2 separate regions of the Mus musculus genome follow, and region 1 is linked to region 2. Evidence: chromatin contacts called from public capture Hi-C data. All regions are on one chromosome and are shown on one strand. The core of a region is the stretch at or near the end of the contact, and the rest is flanking DNA. Distances in the headings are between cores, read along the strand shown.

Region 1 (7,286 bases), core at 2,107-4,606, 650 kb after region 2:
AATGCGCAGCTTTTTCATCTAACCTATCTCCAAAAGGAGTCAAGTTAGTCGTTCAGCTATCAGTGAATAGGTAGGTAAATCGTGGCTTTTAGCTGAGGTTAAATGCAAAACAGACACTAGGAAAATATGCTCTAAGAATGTGTAATAATGTAGAGAGATACATATTGTAAAATGTTAGCAAGTCTCTGAAGATGGGTCAGTAGGACATTAAGTCTGATACCCTGAGTTTGCGTCTTATGAACCCACATAAAAAGCCAATGCAATAATATCTGTAATTCAGAACCCTAACTTAAGATGAGGTAGGGACAGAATTTCCTACACACTCTTGGCCCAGCTAGCCTGGAGTATGCCTTGCAAGAAACACACACACCATTAATTTTGAAAGTTCCAAAATGTTAATCAGGCAGGAGTATATATTTCAACAGAAGAAACCTATGTGAAATAATGTTAACAACTATAAAGGATGACAGACATGGTTTTTTTTTTACATGAATAATGTACTTACATATTAAAAGTGTACTTCTACTCTTCGAATGTCCAGTCTTGGCTTGGGCAAGCATCCACTGCCTTGTGTGACTAAACCAAGAATGGTGTGAAGCCTATGGCTTTTAAAAATCAAGAAAAAGTCTGCCACTGTAGTGAGAGCCCAAGTGTCAGCTTTGGGTCTCCAAAACCACCCTGTGGCTGGGGCAGCTTACTGAACATAGCCTGCCTTTTGTTCCAGTGTCCCATCTGCAGAATGGAGGTGACTGCAGTCCCCACCTAACCGGTTGGTATAAGGACCAATACCTACATTACATGGACTGTTTGCTACAGAGTGTAACATCTAGGAAGTGCTCAGGGGCCTCAGAAGAAGAGCAGAAACATGGGTGGAAAAGTCCACAAGTATCCTGTCCTGGTGAGTTAGAGACAAGTAAGTCAGGAAGCAAAGCTGTCTCAGAATCATGCCCCCAAACTCTTTACTAAGACATTTAAAAGTTCCTCTGAAGATGAGGGACAACGTGTACATATTTGTTTTACAGACAATTACTTCCTCGTTTATTTTAAAGGGCACTGGTCATATTTTTGTTGCACAAAAAGCCTTTTTTTAATCTAAAAATTGTGTTCATAGGGTTTTCAGAAAGCATGCATAGTTTTTCTATATGAAATGGCCTCACTTTAAAAAAAAAAAAAAAAAAGACTTTATAGCCAGGCTGTGGTGGCGTATGCCTTTAAAACCAGCACTATAGAGGTAAAGACAGGAGGTTCTTATTTATCAAGCCTAGGCTAGTAAGGGCTACAAAGTGAAACCTTGCCTAAAAACAAAAGTGTCTGTAAAGCTGACAGTAGTATATTTGGAGATAAGAATAGATGTCCAGGGGCTGGAGAGATGGCTCAGTGGTTAAGAGCACTGACTACTCTTCCAGAGGTCTTGAGTTCAATTCCCAGCACCTACATGGTGGCTCACAACCATCTGTAATGAGATCTGATGCATTCTTCTGGTGTGTGTCTGAAGACAGCTACAGTGTACTCATATAAATAAAATAAATCTTTAAAAAAAAAAGAATAGATGTCCATAAAACCACATTTTCTTGTCCAATATCTATTTCCAAACAAGCAAAATCAAATGCTTGCCTTTTTATCTCCTGCAACCTGGATCCTTCTCTCTGTACATCTGTATCAAATAAAATGATAACTACCCTGGGTCTTTGTACACAAGAGGCTTTTTGCAAATATTTATTGGATAACTAATACATAAATGTATTACTACTTGTCAATACTTAACTTTCTTAACGAATGAGAATTCCATATTAACACTGCATGATTACTAAATATTGACCAATAAAGATCCTCTGGATGGGGGCTAAAAGAGGCAGATTGAAATTTGTACTTTTGGCTCCTCCTTTCCTAGAAATGATGTGTTAATGGAGAGAAAATTCTGCCTTGGGTCCCCGTAGGCTTTTTTCTTTTCCTTTTAAATCTAATTTCTTACCTAAATTGATCTGATCTTCCGACCCGACCCGAGGGAGGAATTCTCTGCTCCACAAGGCACAGTCAGCCTCTGGCAGCCCTTAGCTGCTTAAGCTCCCTCCCCTGTTAGTTACCTGTGTGAAGAATCTATCAAGGACTGGGGGCCTGGAACGGAAAGTATTCCTTGGGAATTAGCTGGTCATCCTGACAGATATCAGGGGTGTCGCCTTCAATTACATAACCTTCCTGAGCCTTGGTTTCTTTGACTGTCCAGTGGGCATATCAAAGACATCTCCCACTTTTACAGTGAACCCAAACAAAAGGACAGATGCTAACAGGTCACAGAGGTGCTTCAGTGGTCCGCCTACTTGCCCTGGGGTCTCTTCTGGAGATTGCACAGTCCTTGGATTCTCGGTACCTCTTTGATCGCTTTCCTGTCTTTTCCTCCCACCACAAAAAGGCAAATTTCTGAACTCAGATTTTTTTTTCATCTAGAACGCCTGAGCTCTCGGTCAGCTTTGCCTGGCTCACTTCTAAGTCCTGAAGGTCTTGGGAAGGTAAATCAGTCGTCAGTGAGCTCGGCTTCTTAGGAGTCGTGTCTAAACACAATCCTCTCTATTCTCTTCTCCTCTATAGATGGGAGGTGGACTCTGCCCGCTTCCTTCCTCAGTCACACAAAGACCAAACTGATCAGAAGAACTTCTGAGAGTTCCAGAGTTTATCACCTCCCCGAGTCCCTGAACCAACTGGACCTGGCATTATCAGAGAAAGGTGAGGTCTATGAGACAGAGCAAGGCGCACAGTTGGAGATTGAAGGACCCTGGCCGATGGCATCTGCCCAAACTGAGTTCTCCAGCTTCATCCACCCATCCTCGCAGCTACTGGAGCATCCGAGGGGCGCCCAGGAGACATCGAAGGCATCTCCTGTGCCACTGGTGCTTCCCAACCCTGGGGATTCCAGCCTGAAGTCCCTGCCTGGAGCTCCAAACCTGCCTTACTCTGCGCTCCTCCCCACTCTTCGCGCTGCCCCTCGACGTTAGTCCACGCGCTGGAGCCGAGCAGGGAGGTATGCTCTGTGGAGAAAAACGCTAACCTGTGGAAGTAATGTGCGGAGAAGAGACCCAGCAGCACATTCCCCGGAGGTCCAAAGAGGGAGCGCGGCTGCCAAGCGAGCATCCCTACCGACACCACAAAGGAAGGCAGCTCCTGCAGGAACCAGGCTATGCGTGCGGGCAGGAGGGGAACTCCCGACGACACACTCTCGCTGTGTTTCCCGTAACTGGCGGGTTTCCCAAAGCACAGGATCAGGGTCCCCATGGTGGCCAATGTGGCGCTACCTGCCAGCACCGGGACCTGATGGCACACAATCGGCATCTCGCCTGTGTTCACAGCTGGTAGCTGCTGCCCGCCTGGTGGAGAGCGCGGGCCCCTTTATGGAGCGCCAGACGCCACCCCGTGTCCGCCCCTCGGACCAGGGTTCCCTCCCCATTATAGCCCTCCCCCACCCCACCCCCCCTTCCGCGTGCCTCCCACCTTGGCGCAGCCCGCCCTGGCTCTGCTTAGCCACAATGCCCATTTCTCCCGTCTGGTTCTTTTGACTTCAGCTGGGACACAGAACTGAAACTTTTGTAGAGACAGACAGTGTTTTGGGGGGTGGGGGCTTCCCTCTCCACCTGTGCCCTCTGTCTGCTTTGATTTTAGTTCTTGTCCTCCATACGTGGCCCTAAGATGCCTTGATCCTCGTTCACCAAAGCACTGGGGCTTCTCCATCCCTTACGCACACCCTCAGCTCTGTCGCCAGGCAGTGCCCACCATGGATCTCCCTGGCAGGACTTTCCACCTGCAGCAGTTGTCCATGCTTCTCCACTCCCCTCAGTTTCTATCCAAAGCCAGATCCTTCCTCCCGTCCTGGGCTTGGCATTCTGGTACTTTGAAACCCCACCATTCTCTCTATGTACTGGGACCTCCTCTCCTCTGTTACTCTGCATGCCTGCTAGCTACAGCTACGGCCACACTACGACCTTCCCTCCACCTCTCAGGCAGGTGCCAGCCAGCTTTTAGGGTAAACGCCCAAATTCCTCCTGGGTCTCAGGGTCGCCAGCCTTGGAGAAAAGTTTGTCCCTCACATGTTCTGGTTAGCCCTGTGGCAAAGATTCTGAAAACTCATACAACACCCCGCCCCACCCCCAGGCTCCTCCAAAGCTGGCACAAACTCTGCCTAAAGTTTCGGCGTTCTCTAGAGCGTTTTCCCAGTTCTGAAGCGCTTGAGCTGGATTCCATAGAATGGTGACGATGCTCTCTAAGCACCCAGCACACAGCATTCCGCACACCGGACCGGACCGGATTCTTTTCCCGCTTACGTTTTTCCCACTCTTTCCCCAACCTCCACACACCCCAGCCCACTTCCATTCCCCTATCTCTATTTTGCTTCCGAGACAGCCCTCCTTAGCTGCTCCTTCTTCCCCTCTCCCCTCCTTCCTCTGCTCTCTATTTTGACCTAACATCTTCTCACCCCACAACCCTTTCCCATACTGCTGGTCCCTTCAGTCTTCCATCTTCTTGTCTCATCTTTGATTACTTAGGACCTGTTTCCACCACCCACCCCCGTCCCTGTTGGGGGCACAGCTCACCACGCTTTCTCTGCCCTGCCTCCCCCACCCATCCCCCCCACCGTCCCCTTATTTCTCACTCCTTAATTCCAGCTCACCTATTGTAGGATCATTCTTACTTCCCCATCCACTCCAACCAGTCCTGGAACTGGTTGAAACAATGCATATATCCGTCTGTTCCAGATTAGGGAAGTTTCCTCTGACAAATGGGGATTCATTATTGATCCAGGGCATCCTCTTCTTGCTGACCAAGAAGTAATAACCATCGCCCTGCTGCATTAAAACTAAAATAACAATCATGTTTGCTTGAAACCGATCATCACGCAGGAAACACTCAGACCGACTGGAGCACTTTCCAGGAAATAGCCAGGTGTTGATAGCTCAGCAGCTCCCTGCAGTTTAAACAGGTTTTCTATAGGTTTGACCCTAACTTCTGAGTTCCTACCTGTTCCTTAAAGATGCTCATATCTAGATTGTCAGCAGAAACCCCAAGTGTCAGAACTGCACTCACCACTCAGATGCCTTCCAAAGGCTTCCAATTTAACCAGTTTATCTTCTCCTACACTTTACCCAAATTCTCCCTCTGGGTTTTGATTGCTACCTCTTCTCCACCTTCAGTAACCATAGTCACCTTAGGAGGCTGCCTTGCTGGCTCAGAGAGCTATGGAAGTCATGGTGTCATAACCAGAACCTTGGTGTAGCTTTCCTAACCAACTCAATGAAATAACTGTGAAAAAATGAAATGTGCCCATCTCAATTCCTTCCTCTCCTTTTGTATAGCTTTGTCAAATTGGAATGTTCACTCTCCTTTGTATTTCCACTCCTATAGCAACTGTTTGCCAATTAACAACCCATACTTAAAGTCAACCTTACAATGAAAACATCTCCAGCCTGTGTATCTGGGGCTTGGCCAACACTATCTGATCCCAGCCAAACCTAGCTGATCTTTGGCTTTGCTTTGTTGATGCCTTGCTCTGTGAACTACCTCAGCATAGCTTTAAACAGGAAAGATCCTTAGCCCAGGCTCTCATCCTGGAATAATTGGACTAGACCCTCCATTCTATGTAATGTCAATAGAAACAATAACTTTTACAAAAATACAAGAAATAGCACAAGACCCAGCCTACTCTTGCTTCCTAATCATTCAACTGGCCAAATAAAATCACATGGCTGATTCATTCCCACTGTAGGAGACGACTTATTGCAAAGTTACACAGCAAAGGGCAAAGAGATATAAAGAGAGAATTGAATTCAAAAAGGCAACTGAATGAATTAAATACACAAAAGAGAGAGGATCAAATTGCAAATGTCAAGCTTGATTGGTTCTCATAAAGGGAATATGTTCTCATAACCTGTACCTAGGTCAAGAGACAAACTCAAAGCATTCTGGGGACTCCCCTCCCACCTCCTTACAGAATAACCACTGCCCTAACTTCGAGTACCATAAATTAGCTTTTCCTGCTTCTGAACTTCATTTAAATGGGATCAGACAGTATTTGCTTTTGTGTGTGTTTTAATGGTACTTGGAATTTGTTTTACTCTGTGACTGACTGTCAGACACACAGACAGAGAAATAATAGCCATGAGGGGAAACATTGATATTCTTACATCCTTAGAAACCAGAGACACAGCAAGCCACACAAGCCTATCTAAGAAACAGCAGGGCCCACCAGGAAGCATCAAGACTAAACAGATGAGGCAGAATAAGGAAAGACTACTTTATGTCCAGTGGCTTAGTGGTAAAGAGGCTAACACTGGTTGTCTATCTCTTGACCCTGGGATAATTAAAATAACATATAGTAGCCAGAACTTGAAAACCCAATACAAGATGGTTAGGCTTGCTTAATAAAGGTATATCAGAGTCATTTAAAATTTTGGAGAAAATATGTTGTGAAATTCCTGCCTTGTCAGCAGGACATGATTAGTTTTATGTGTGTGTGTGTTACACATTGTTGCAAATAGTTGTGACTTGTTAGTTCTCAAAGTGTAGTATTCATTTAAGAGAGTATATTCTTTCCAACTGACAAAAAAAGTAACTAACATAAGAAAGACAAAGTTTATTTAATCTCACAATCTGAGATACAGCCTGGGGTGGGGGTGGCAGGGAAAACATTGTGGCAAGACCCTGAGATGGCTGGTTAAACTGCAAGGCACTTAGGAAACACAAATGAATACTGATACTTAAATTTCAGTCTCCTATCTTCCAGTCCTGGATCCAAGCCACATATACCCTGGTGCTGGCTCTATGCAGGGTGGTCATAGGTTTGCCCAGGGGTGTGTCACCCAGATGATTCCAAATCCAGTCACCTTAACAATGAAAATTAATCGCAAGTTTACCCCTTTTCAACTTGACACAAACATCACTAAATCATAATTTTCCTTACCTAGCCCTATAAGGCTCATGGCAATATCAGAACACAAATGTATTTCTGTTTTAAAAACAACTGAAAGTCACATTTTCACCATTCAAAAACAAAAAGACCAAAAATGGAACACAGTGTTCAATAAAAACTAAAAATCACAATACTGTGGAGGCAGAGGCAGCTAGATGTCTATAAGTTCAAAGCCAACCTGCTATACATGATGAGTTCCAGGCTAGCCTTGGCTCAGTCCTAAAAGGAACATCTGTATCAATCCTCAAAAGATTAATAAAACATCCTATAAGATGGGAAGGAGAGAATGTGAAAGATGGAAGATGGAAGTGACTAGTGTCTGCAACATGATGTG
Region 2 (6,873 bases), core at 584-3,083:
GTTTAAGAGGGTCACTCAACACAACCAAGGAACCAGAGCACAAAACAAGATGTGACAGAACTCTAGATCTGTCATTACATTTAGTAGGAGCTTAACAGCAACCTTCTCCATCTACAAATTAGGAATAATGAGCTTACACTACTTTAAACACTTGCCCATTACACAAGTAGCACATTTACTATACCCCATCATTCATATAGTCATAAATAAGACTTTGTATATTCCTGGTGCCTCCCCTCTCCCTAGGAAGTAATGGGGTGGAGCCTCAGTACACAGTAGGGAAATTCAAGAGAGTATGCTGACTAAAGATCCAGTCAATGCCTCTAGGGGATAAACAGAGGTCTACCTGTCCTTTGTGACTCCATTCTAAGCATAAAGCGAAATCTGCCTTTGTTCTAATTTGGGAAGTTTGAGGTTGACCTAAGCAGCTGGAAGTGTCTCCCTGACAACAGCATCACATCTCTAAGACAGGATAACTTCAGCAGCCTCAGAGGCACTTATGTGACTATGACTGCAGGAGGTGATGGAGGCTCCCAGAACCTCCACAGTGGTAGTGACCTGCCTTTTGTGTTGAGCTCAGACCTTTCCCAACTTCAACCTTAGGGCTAGTACACCAGATTATTAGAAAACAGTGTCTGGGATCTGTGCTTTCCTTTAGTGAATACAAACTGAATAACTACACTGCTGGAGCTATCATCAGTGGAAACAGAACTCATGATTACTGGGCTAGGCAGTTAGTACAGTGCTTGCCACAAAAGCATGAGGATCCAACTTTGAGTCTTGGCATCTATGTAGAAAGCTGGGCCTGGTGACATATACTTATCTTAACAGAGATTATAAAGAGGCAGAGACAGGCAGGTCCCTGGGACTCACTGTCCATTGTTCTAGCAGAAGCATTGAGTGTTGGGTTCCAGTGATGCTGATTCATAAAACAAAGCAGGAAGCTCCTGATGAAGCATCTAAAGTTGGTCCCTTGTTTCTGTATACATGCACACACACACATACACACACACAATAAATAAGTAAATAAATAAGGTAGACATCAAATTGACCTTTTAACTTTGTGCACACACAAGCACATATATTTATACCTGTGTAGGCACAAAAGAAAGATTAAAGAAGGAGGAGGAGAAGGAGAGGAGGTGAAGAAGGGGAAGGAGAAGGAGAAGGAGGTGGAGAAGGAGAAGGAGAAGGAGAAGGAGAAGGAGAAGGAGAAGGAGAAGGAAAGTCATGATTTCTGTCATCTGAATGTTCTTAAGGTCAACCATAACTTCAAGGTTGTGACTCTGTATGAATGAAAGGCAAAGGTGACTAAGTGACCAAGACCCATGGCAAAATTGGGATAAGCTTCTCTATGAAACTCATCTTCTGTTTGTCTCTAATAGTTTCTAAAAGTTGAAAATAGATTTTCAATACCATGTATTTGGACCATAATTCCCCCTCCCCCTGAGTATTCCAAGCATCAATCTCTTTGAACTTGGTGCATAGAAAAGGCCTGGTTTTTAGAGCCCCTGAATCCTGCATCATAGCCCTGGCACAGCACCCAGAACCAGCATCAGGAAGGTTTCTGGGAAGCACATAGGTTCATGAATGGTGGGAGGATTCCCTCGGTCCAGAGCCTGAGAGATGGCTGCCTGCACTTCACCTGTGTCCTCTGCAGGTGCATCCAATAGAGTAGCACCCTGAGCAGTGTTCCTGAAGGAAACTCACCAGTATGAGGCAGTTGTACTGGCCAAGCAGTCTTGAGGCCTGGAGAGAGGTAGAGGGGACGGTGGAGGAGACCTCTGTTCCTTTGGAGGGAATACAAGGGAACTGGCAGTACTAGGTTCTGCCTGCTTCTTCCTCTCAGTTACTTCCTTATATAGGTGCAGCTGGCACTGCAGCCCCACCTTAGTTAAACAGTATTTTCAGCCTTGGCTCTGGGGAGACAGAAACGGGGGTGGGGGGGGTTGTATTAGCTTTCAACAGGGAGATCTCCCAGATTACCAGTCTCTTTGACTCCATCCCTACCTGATCCTACCTCACTTCTGACACACCTACTGATTTCTTGCCTGCCTGACTTGGATTTTCACTGTTTTCGAGTATTCACATGGCTCCATCTTTACTTTGTTCCTGTAATTTTACAAAACCAGGGAAACAGCTCTCCTATGTCCTCATTCTGGAAGCTCAAGCACCCTGTCTTCCCTGGCAGGAGTGGTCACTCTGAGCAAGTCACATCTCATGCTCCTTCCGCTGAAGAACACATTTTCTTTTTACAAATAAATTTCAGAATACATTAACCCCTGGGCATGGTGAGACCCGCAAATGGACTCTGCATCAACTCTGCTTAATGGAGTGTGGGAAAATGGATGGGGCCTGGGAAGCTCATGCCTCCTGGTTGCAAAACCCTGATACTGCAGTTCAGCCTGGGTTATAGGAGGTAATGGGGAAAAATGGGCAAGGAAGGACAAACGTGGAACTCACCAGAAATGAACACGAACGTCTGTTCGCAAACTGATAGGGATGGGAAGAAGGGGATTTGGAACATGGAAGGAAGAATGTGACCACTTGAGAGATGTGGCTTAGACTGCCCATGGGAGACAGATTAGAGAGTGGGTAAGCTAGAAGGTTGGTCATGGCTTGACTTACAGTGGGCTTGAAACCATCCCTACAACTTCTGACTAGCAGATCTAGGGAAGCCCCTTCCCTTAAGCCTTAATTTACCAATCAATGAAATGAATATTGTTTGTTTATCGGGGCACGCTCTATTAGAATTTTCACTAAAAAACACAACAAACAGCACACTTTCTATAACTATGAATAAGAGTGCACAAAAAGGCACGCTTGTGGTACATGCTCCAAATAATTTTACTGATTGAATACGCAGTTAAAAACAGTTGAAAGCCATCAATATCAGAAAAAAAAAAAAAGAGCAGAGAGAAAATGTTTTAGAAAGCCCCACCATATATTAAGATAGTGCCTCTAGGAAAATAATTGGTTTATTTTTTTCTGGCTTACTGATCTTCTTCTCTCATTTCATGAAATATTTTTACTCCTAAAAGCAAGAGTCCTTGTCCTTATAGTATTCACTGAGTGACTGAGTTCAAAGGGAAATGTCCCCTGATGGAGTGTTTGATGTCAGAAGATAAGTCCCTTTTGCTGATAGTCCAGCTGTGAGAATTTAGAATGGCTGAGATGAAGGGGCTGTTTGCTAATCTGGCTTCTTGACTCTTTGTAGTCTCCCTCCCTTTTCCTGTATGAACCCTAGCAGCCAGCTTTCAGTGATCCTTGCTTCTAGAGAATTCTGTTCTGAAGCTATAAAACAGATGACACTTCCCATTAAATCTTAACTAGACTTCCTGCTCAAAAAGAATGTGGCAAGCTCCTTACCAGATACCTGCTGTGACATGCAGCCCATTGGTCCCCAAGTGGGAGGTCCCATAGCCATCCCTTTCCTCTGTATGGTGGCAGCTGTGTACGAAGGTTCTAGAAGCCCCTTCTACCACTGTCATAATCTTTGTGTAACAGCCACACAGATCCTGTGGTGGCCACGCCTGGACTTCTGGGGGCTCTTTCCCTAGAATCTGAATGAAGAAGTTATGTTTTCCATGGCCTGTTGTGTCACCATCCTTCCTGCAGTGGCTTGGCTGTCCCTGTCATGGCTGCTTCCACATCTGTGCTTGTGACATTTTTTTTTTTGCTCAATAACCTGTAGAAGAAACATAGGGCAGAATAAAAACAGAGACAGGCTGGGCTTAGGAGCTACATCCTGTACTTAGCCCAGGCTAGAGTTCTTGAGTCAGCCTACCTCCCAAGGAAAGACTGCTTTCCTGAAAGCCTCCTTAACCATGTAAATGACCCAGTCTACAGCCAGCTCTCCACATGCCTAAGCTTGAGTGCAAGATGAACAGCCTTTCCTAGCTCCTTCTCCTAGCTTCTTATCTTAGTCCTTCAGCTCTGTGTTGGACTTTCTCACTGTGTCCCTTTATTATCCCTTCACAAACCACTGCTTCCTATACCCCGCTCTGTGCTGTGCTCAGGACACATAACTGTAGACCCCAGTACTTTGACCCTCTGCCCCCTTTTCCACATAACACTTTTATTGACTCTCCGGGAGTACACATCACATACCCTGATTATAAATCCTTCCCAGTTCTTCCATGTTAACCCCCTGCCTCCCCTCCACCCCCCAGTGCTTGTTATCTCCCCACCTCCAAAAGAAGAAAAAATCAGCAACAACAACAACAACAAAAAACCAACTCTACTTTATGTTATCTGTAAACTCACTGGAGCATGGCCAAACTCTCAGTGGCCAGCCCCTTAAACAGTCCTTCCCCTCCCACACCTCTGCCAGAAGCCATGGAGACATACACTTCAACATCTCTGACACACAATCTAAGGGTTCTTTTCAGTGGCTTCTTGTCTGGGCTGTTACTTTTTGGAGGTGGAGTGGGGTGGGTGTAGGGGTTGACACTGTAGGGGTTGTCCTTCCCTCTCAACTGTGGACCCTCAGTCATTGATATCACAGCCTAAGTAGCTCTCTTGCTCTCCACAATCGGTGGGAACATGGATTTGGGGCCTCCACAAAGTTTCTAGCAACAGAACAGACCACAAACACACCTCCCTCCCTCCCTGCCCACCCCCCCACCCCCCACCCCCACCCCCGCTGCACAGGAGAAAGGGGGAGAGCAGACAAGCCCTTTGGAGGCTGCCTGGACCACAAACATGGCCTCAGGTGTCAGCTCAAGCAGCCCACATCAGTATGGACTCCAGTGGCTGCAAAGCATATGGACATGATTTCAGGCGACAGCAGAGACCATAGACCTCCACATGACTTTTGGTGATAACATGAGTCATGGACATCAACATAGACCTTGGGTGCAATAGGGCCTTAGATCCAGATGTGGCCCTTGGTGGCAGCAAGGATCTGGACATCATTACCATGGGTCATGGTGGCAGCCCGGCCTATGGACAGGTAACACGACTATTTGAATGAGAAAGACATACATAACTGACAGCCGTGGGGCAGCCATATGATTTGTGAGTGTTATGATGGCCATTAGCCCCTTCAATAACGTTCCTACCCAGGGAAGGCTCTTTGAGTAGAGAGTCACAGGAGGCCTTGCTGTTGAGTAGAGAGAAGGTGCAAGAGAGCTGGTGGAAGATGGGCGTAGTGGAGTGTGCGTAGACAAAGCAGGGGAGTAGAAGGCAAAAATCCTGGTTCCACTTGGTGACTTTTCTCAATAGGAATCCCAGGAAATCAGCAGCTAGGGACAGGGCATGACAAAGTACACTTTTAATCCCAGGACTAGGAAGGGCAGAGGCAGGTATATCTCTGTGAGTTCAAGACCAGCCTGGTCTACATAGTTAGTTCCAGAACAGCCAAAACTATAAAACAGACACACTGCCTTTAAAAAAAAAGATACAGCACAATAGGGCACAATAGGTACCCAGAAGTCCCCTGGGCACTTCCTTATCATACTGATCTTTCAGGGCACCTCATGGTAAAAATGTACTTAGTCTGGTTGGTTCAGATAAGCCCTGTTCTGTTTTCCTTTGTAACAAAACAACAATGTTGATTTTTGGGATTAAAAATATCTGTGTAAAAATATGACAAAGAGCAGCATTTGGCACAGTAAGCAGGTCTAAGGAACACTTGCCACAGAGCTAACAAGATTACCGAGCAAATTTCATGTGGGTGGAAATAACGAAGTCAAAAAAGGAAGCTGATGTTTGTTAGTGCGGAAAAGTTTGAAGAGACAGAGTTCAGCCTGTCTGCCTTACTGCTCTGGACAGCATTCCCAGACCGGAGTCAGGCCCAGATCTGTTCTTACTATGCCTTGCAGGGCAGGACCCCATCAACAATCAAGATTCCATTTGCATATTCAATGGAGGAGAAATGAGAGTGTGTACAAATGACTGAGGGGGCAGAATCAATCGACAGGGGCAGAAGGATCCAGAGTGGTTTAAAAACAACGCGACAACTCTAATTTCCTTTCTGTCTTTCTTTCTAAGTGGGCTATCCATACAGGATTGAGAAATTTCCAATATTCCAGGCTGCAGTCACACTTGAAAGAGGTCAACTCAGAATTCACACCATGTTGTACTGGCTTGGAGACTTCTTTTGGTAAAGGCCTCCTCTGTGTCTCTGGAGTCCTGGGGTGTCTTCTGGGTCTCCATGGAGCATGCTCTGTCACCTCTGGAGTATCAGGGAAAGCCTGCCTTGCCCAGGGTGCAGGTCTCTGATCCACTTACTGTCTCTATTACTTCTTCTTCTTCTTCTTCTTCTTCTTCTTCTTCTTCTTCTTCTTCTTCTTCTTCTTCTTCTTCTTCTTCTTCTTCTTCTTCTTCTTCTATATATAAAACAAAGGAAAGGTATATGTTAATTTGAGAACGCACAAAAGAGAGTATACACACATATATACATATATATAGAATATATACATGTATGTACAAATATATATACACACATATGTATGTACAAATATATACACACATATATATATATACATATATATGAAAGAAAAAAGATGTAAACTTGAGAAAGCACAGTGGAGAGTCACATAGGACAGAAGGAAAGGCAAGGGAAAGCATGATGTTTTAGTTTATTATAACTACACTATAATTACACATTATATTATATAATTATATTATATACTATACTTTAATTACATTTAATTTTAAAGCATTATTTGGAAAGGTAACAGTTCTGCCCTCAATTCTGGTTAGTGCCACATTGACTCCAGTCCTGGGAAAGGCTGATTTCTGCATGTGAGCTTTCATCTGGTCTTGATATAAATGCATCTACTTTTCCAATGATGGGCAAGGTGGCTCTTGAGATAGACCTGCCTCCTTGCTAGCATCCCCCATAAAGCCTACCTCCTCATTTCCCAA

What was found. Capture Hi-C pulls out chosen DNA fragments and counts their contacts.
Region 1: a contact with region 2 is called in a capture Hi-C map of macrophages, with 4 times the contacts expected there. The contact joins the promoter of Srd5a2 here to the promoter of Capn13 in region 2. A contact is called at or near these places in 2 of 39 promoter capture datasets (embryonic stem cells and stem cell-derived epiblast-like cells) and 3 of 9 other capture datasets (adipose tissue, liver and macrophages).

The regions. Positions count from the first base shown.
Region 1 is chr17:74,044,504-74,051,789 of GRCm38.p6, forward strand. It overlaps Srd5a2 (steroid 5 alpha-reductase 2), which reads right to left and starts at 3,357. Exons shown (of 5, transcript NM_053188.3): 1 at 3,044-3,357. The coding sequence starts at 3,324.
Region 2 is chr17:73,397,463-73,404,335 of GRCm38.p6, forward strand. Capn13 (calpain 13) reads right to left here and starts at 1,834. Exons shown (of 23, transcript NM_001033444.2): 1 at 1,711-1,834.